Regions from separate parts of the Gossypium arboreum genome. Here region 2 is linked to region 1. The links are chromatin contacts, called in public Hi-C maps. All regions are on one chromosome and are shown on one strand. The core of a region is the stretch at or near the end of the contact, and the rest is flanking DNA. Distances in the headings are between cores, read along the strand shown. Region 1 holds the start of LOC108455908 (sugar carrier protein C-like). Region 2 holds the start of LOC108484233 (external alternative NAD(P)H-ubiquinone oxidoreductase B2, mitochondrial-like).

Region 1 (2,856 bases), core at 26-2,525:
GAGTGAACTTTTAGCGGAAAAAAATGGTGCAAAGACGTGTCATGCAAAGAAAAACAAGCCTTGTCTGACAAGGAAAAGCAACAGTTACAGGAACAAGCTTCATAACTTTAAACCATTTATCAGAGATTTACTTGTCAGATCTCAAGAAATCAAACCCAGATAAGGTTTTTATCCAGTTAAAACAAGGGATACAAAAGATCATATCTGGATCAGAACAAGTTTGTCTGCTTTGTTAATACTGAGATTTTAGAACCATCTAAAAAGGAGCTCTGAAGAACACAAAGAGACACATTAGACGACAAAAATCCAGCAAAAATCTAAATTAAAAAATGAACCCCAATGCATAAAGAAGACTAAGATATGTACTTCTCTTTTTTTTGCCACTCCTTTCAGACAGCACATTATTTTTTATTCTTTAACGAACAACTTGCAAAGAAAAGAAAAGAAAAAAAAAAACAAAAACTAAGACTAAGACTTGATGGTTCTTACTTGATTTGCGAAACCGATACCGAAACCAAGTAACAATCTACCAACAATCAACATCCAAACAGCTTTAGCAAAGCCATTGATAAGAGCTCCGGCAAAGAAGAGTAAACCACCAAAAAGCATGGATAATCTCCTCCCAAGCTTACGGGTGACAGTTGAAGCCACCAGTGACGCCAAAAGAGCAGCCAAATACAGTGACGAAGTGAACATCGTCAGTGTTTGACTGTCGTATTGGCAGTACTGATTCGTCGACTTGTTAGCTTCCTTCTTCTCCCAAACTTCTCGGAAGAACTTTTGAAGAAAAGGAGTCATAGTCGTCACTCCGCCTATAAAAAAAAAAAACCATTGGTTTCTACGTAAAACAAACAAAAATGTATGGGTCAATTGTGTGTGTGTTTTTAAATGTTACCTGAAATCCCAATATCGTAGCCGAAAATCAAACCACCCATGGCGGCGACAATACATGTTATAGTGACGAATGGAGTGAGGTTTCCCGGGTATTCCTTGCCGTTTCCCGGCCCAATTCCTCCTGCCGCCGGCATGTTTTATCTGTCTTTTCCTCAATGGAAACTAGAAAAGGAAGAACAAATACTTAGTGTATAGTATATAAGATCAGTGAAAGAAGATAAGAGGTGTTAGAACAGCATGGGACTTCCTTATATAGAAAAATTATATTATTATAATTATTAATAAACAAAATTCAAAGTACATTATTACTTATCAAAATTTTATGTTTGGAAACCCTAATGTATTAAAATGGATAAATGACAGATATCTGCTTATAACGAGATATTTAAAATAAAATCATATTACTAGATTTTATTTTATTTTATTTTATTGGTTAGATGACATCAAAATCTCTTTCTCTAATAGATACCTATTTGTAATAAGATATTTATAATAAAATTATTTTTGTAGATTTTATTATTTTTTGATATATTTAGAAATAGGGTAAACTACACCACTCGTTAGTCAACTATGAATTTTTTTTATTTGGCCACTCAACTATGAATTTTATTAAAATGGTCACTCAACTAATTGGATTTAATTTTAATCATTTTCCGTTAAATGTCATTAACTACTTAACATGAGAGTGAGGTTGCTGCTTAAAAATTAGTGTAATAATAAATTTAACTCTCAACATTTACATATTATGTCAATTTAATCATAGTTTTAAAAAGTAAGCCCCAATATTTATATATTATTTCATTTTGGTCTTAATTTTCAAAAATTAAAGAAACATATAAAATGCATAAATATTATTTAAAAATATAATAAATTCTAAAATATATAATAAAATAAATTTAAAAATTGGGTTTCTCTTTCATGAGAGTAACAAGGTTAATTTAATGAAATATGCTGGAAATTGTTTTTTGAGAAACTAAGTTGATTTTGCAAAAAGATTACAGATCTACGTTGTTTTTCTTCTCTCCTTTGAAAATGCGACCTGTAAGGCAAGTTTTCACTGCCACATTAATGAATACATGCCATGTAGGACGCGTTTTCAGGAAAGAGAACAAAAAATGCGACCTGCAGGGTGCGTTTTCACTAAGGTGGTAGTGAAAACACTCCCTGCAAGTCACGTTTTCACTTTGGTAAAAAATAGTTTTTTCTTTTTTTTTCTTACGGTTGGAAATTAAAGGTTTGTAGATTTATTTTTGTCCATGTTTGAGATAGACATAGTTATAATTTTAAGAAATGTTTGAATTTACGATGGTATCATGGAGATGGGTGTCCTACAAATTTCATTTGCCATGTGAGTATAGAGCCATCACTCAGGAAGCCGGATCGTGCTGTAACTCAAGGTCCTAGCTGAAGGTGATTATACGGTCTAGGGTTGAAGTGTAACTAAGGCTTCAAGTTTACAAAGGTTATGTTGTCAATGGATGGAGCATAAATGGGGTCGTAGTTGACAGTGGTTATGCGGACATGACAACAAGTTTCTCATCAAAAGAGGATGCTTTGTAAAACTCAAAAATAAATACGAGGAAGAAAAATACAGTGGTGTTTCAGTATAACAAAGTAATACGTCTTATCCACCACCACCAAAGGCGATGACCCTGTTATTATAACCTGTGACAACATTAAGTTGTAACAAGTTATACTAACAAGGTCACCGCCTATGATTATAATGGACAACATGAATTAGTTGATTATATTGGAAGGCCCATTGTGTTTTCCTTTCTTGCACCTATGTTTGAGTTTTATGAACCATGTTCTTCTAATGAGAAGACTCATTGTCGTGCCTGTATTAGTATCGTCATTTATGGCCCTATCCCTTGACAGCATAACCTTTGTAAACTTGCAGCCTTAGTTACACTTTAACTTAGATGATATAATCATCGTCAACTTAGACCTTGAGTTGTAAAC
Region 2 (2,828 bases), core at 260-2,759, 320 kb before region 1:
TTGTAATTTTTCAATTATAACTATTAAAACATTATACATATTGGAATGTTCCAACACTAAATTAATACATTTAGTTTAGTACAAATACCACTATTTTGTTTTGGATCTTCTAAATCATTCCCATGGAAGATTCAAACCTATTTTTTTTTTATCCTTCAATAAAAAGATTCATTTTATTCATAAAAATAGGAGGTAGAGTCGATAAAGATTTCTTTTCGATTCATCCCTAGAGTTGAATACCTCATTCAAGAAATGTTTTTTATCCAATTCGTAAGAATCAATAGAAAAGGTAAATCCCTTATAATGCACCAGATTCGGCTCAATTATTGATAGAGTGAATAGTTTTGTGCTTTATAAATTAAAATATGATAAGTATTCAAATAGAATCAAATTATAGCTTTATTTAATATTTATTTTATAATATGAAAATAAATATTATATTTTTATGTTAGTTAAAAAGTATAAAATATTATATAAACGATAGAAACATATGATCCTAAGCATATATAACTAAAATAAGTTGTTTTAATTTTTATAATTTAATTGGCTCACAATATAAAAATGAATTAAAAATAATATAAATTAGAATTTGAACATGAATATGAATCCATTGACAGGTTAAAATCCATATTTAAAACATTTGATACTTATATTGATTTTAGTATGTTAATGTTGATATTTTAAGAGTGGCCACCATACATTATTTATATTATTTACTTTTAAAAAAAATAAATTGGATTCCATAAATTATGGACCGCTTATTGATTACCAAAAGAGAACATGAAAAATATGCTTTGCGGCAAAGGAAAACATGGAGGTTGTCAGCAATGTTTGTGGTGTGTGTACAAAACAATGACGTAAAGCATGCCAATTGCCGACTTTATTACCACCTTCTATTTGACCACCTAACATTCTACAATTAACAGCCTGTCCTTTATATGCTCATTCTATATATGTACTTTTCTCTTCCAATATTAGGCCTGCCTTTCTTTCTTTCTTTTCTTTTTCCCGCCTTTAATTTTAGGAAGGCTTCATGATTTTATTTTATTTTGATTTCAGTGATTATTAAAATATTTTTTATTTCTTGATATTTAACACGTTTTATTTATGGTTCAAAGATTAAATTTTAATTTTTATTAAAATTTAAAATTCTAATTAAAATTTTTTTAGTATATGTCATTATCATGAATTTTAAAATGTCAATATAAGAGTTTTTTAGACAGCCAATATAAAAATTTAATTAATTAGAATTTTAAATTTTAAAATTTGAATTTTAATAAAATAAAACTTTTAGAATAACAAGATTATGATTTGAGTGAATAAAATTTTATATATAAATAATTAATTCTAAAATAAAATGAAGCTTTTAATGAAATAATAAAGACAAAGAAAATTACTGTATTTTAAATTCAATTCATATTTTTAAAATTTTACATTATTTGAAATGACAAAAATACCCTTTATTGTTTTATAAAAAGAATTGATTGTTAAAAGGAAATCAATATATTACATATGATTTGTAATTTTTTTTTTTTTGGGGGGGGGGGGGTTGGGGTTCAAAACCCTAATTAGGTTCAACGGTCTATCTAAGAAAAAAGCATGAATCATTGAAAAATCTCTTAAATTAAAGAAAGAGAATAAGAAAAAATAAATTCCGAGGATTGATGGATCCAACGGACACAGGTTTTTCACAGAGACGTAGCGGTCATAATGTAGTGACGGCGGCGCAATTAAGGATCCAGATACTATTTAATATTTAATTCATTAAAATATTTTGACCAAAAATTATATAATAATGATTCCATAAATATAGTAGCACGTTGCCGCCTCTGCCTTGCTCTCCAAGTCATTGAAAAAGAAAGTGAGGTAGTAAAGACCTGGAACCATCGTGTGACAATGCCACGAACCTCGCGTTTCTCATCTACTCTTTTTCTTTTTTTTCCTTCTTCTGCCTTTTTGTATTTTTAATACGTAACCGCTTTCTCTGTGATTTTCCTCCAGTTTTCTTGGTTCATATAGGCTAAACAAGTAAAAGAACAGATCTACAGAGCACCAAGATGAGGAACTTCAACTTCTTCCGGAGATTATCCAGGGCTTTTAATGATTATCCTTCTCTTTCTAAGGTCATCGTCGTCTCTACTATCAGGTGCTTTTTTCATTCCTTCTTTCTTTCTTTTTTTTCCCCATTTTTTAAGCATTTTTCTTGTATTTATAACTTTATATACAAATATTTTATTTGCTTTTTGGTTCTATGAAGTTGTTAAGCATGACCTGAGTGCCTCTTTGTGTTTCTATTTTTTTATTATCATAGATTTAGTTTCTTAATATTGATTTGTGGTTCATGCTGTTTTTTGTTTGTAGATTCTCTCTGCATTTAGATAGGCGATTGTTTTTAGGCCCATCTGATGAATGATGTTTTTTTTTTTTTTGAGATTTTGAGCTGAAATTTGGAATATTGAAATGCTCTGTCGGAAGTCTGAAGAACAGAGCAAATATGTTTTGGATTATAGGGAGGAAGAGAACTGTCATCTCTGCCTAAAGGCCGGTGTGAGTGAATTATGCACGCTAGGAAAATTGAAGCTTTATTTGCTTCTTTAAAATTGTAAAGGAAATGGGAAAAGATCTAAAAATTTGTCCTGTTTGAATGTATCTGCAAAGTTTAGGAGCTTGAGTGCGTAATTTATTAATTTCTCAAGATTAGTTAAAAACGAACTGTATGTTTGAAACTTTCCATTAAGCATTCTCCTTCAGCTCTAAGTCTATTGCATTTTTTTGGTGCAGTGGTGGGAGCCTTATAGCTTATGCTGAAGCAAACGCATTCAATGGCA

What was found. A called contact is a pair of places that touch in the nucleus more often than the background predicts.
Region 2: a contact with region 1 is called in a Hi-C map of leaf, with 3 times the contacts expected there. The contact joins the promoter of LOC108484233 here to the promoter of LOC108455908 in region 1. A contact is called at or near these places in 3 of 5 Hi-C or Micro-C datasets (all in leaf).

What each region holds. Positions count from the first base shown.
Region 1 is chr6:41,892,121-41,894,976 of ASM2569848v2, reverse strand. It overlaps LOC108455908 (sugar carrier protein C-like), which reads right to left and starts at 1,275. Exons shown (of 4, transcript XM_017754483.2): 1 at 896-1,275; 2 at 490-812. The coding sequence starts at 1,028.
Region 2 is chr6:42,208,834-42,211,661 of ASM2569848v2, reverse strand. It overlaps LOC108484233 (external alternative NAD(P)H-ubiquinone oxidoreductase B2, mitochondrial-like), which reads left to right and starts at 1,509. Exons shown (of 11, transcript XM_053030250.1): 1 at 1,509-1,866; 2 at 2,002-2,146; 3 at 2,782-2,828. The coding sequence starts at 2,058.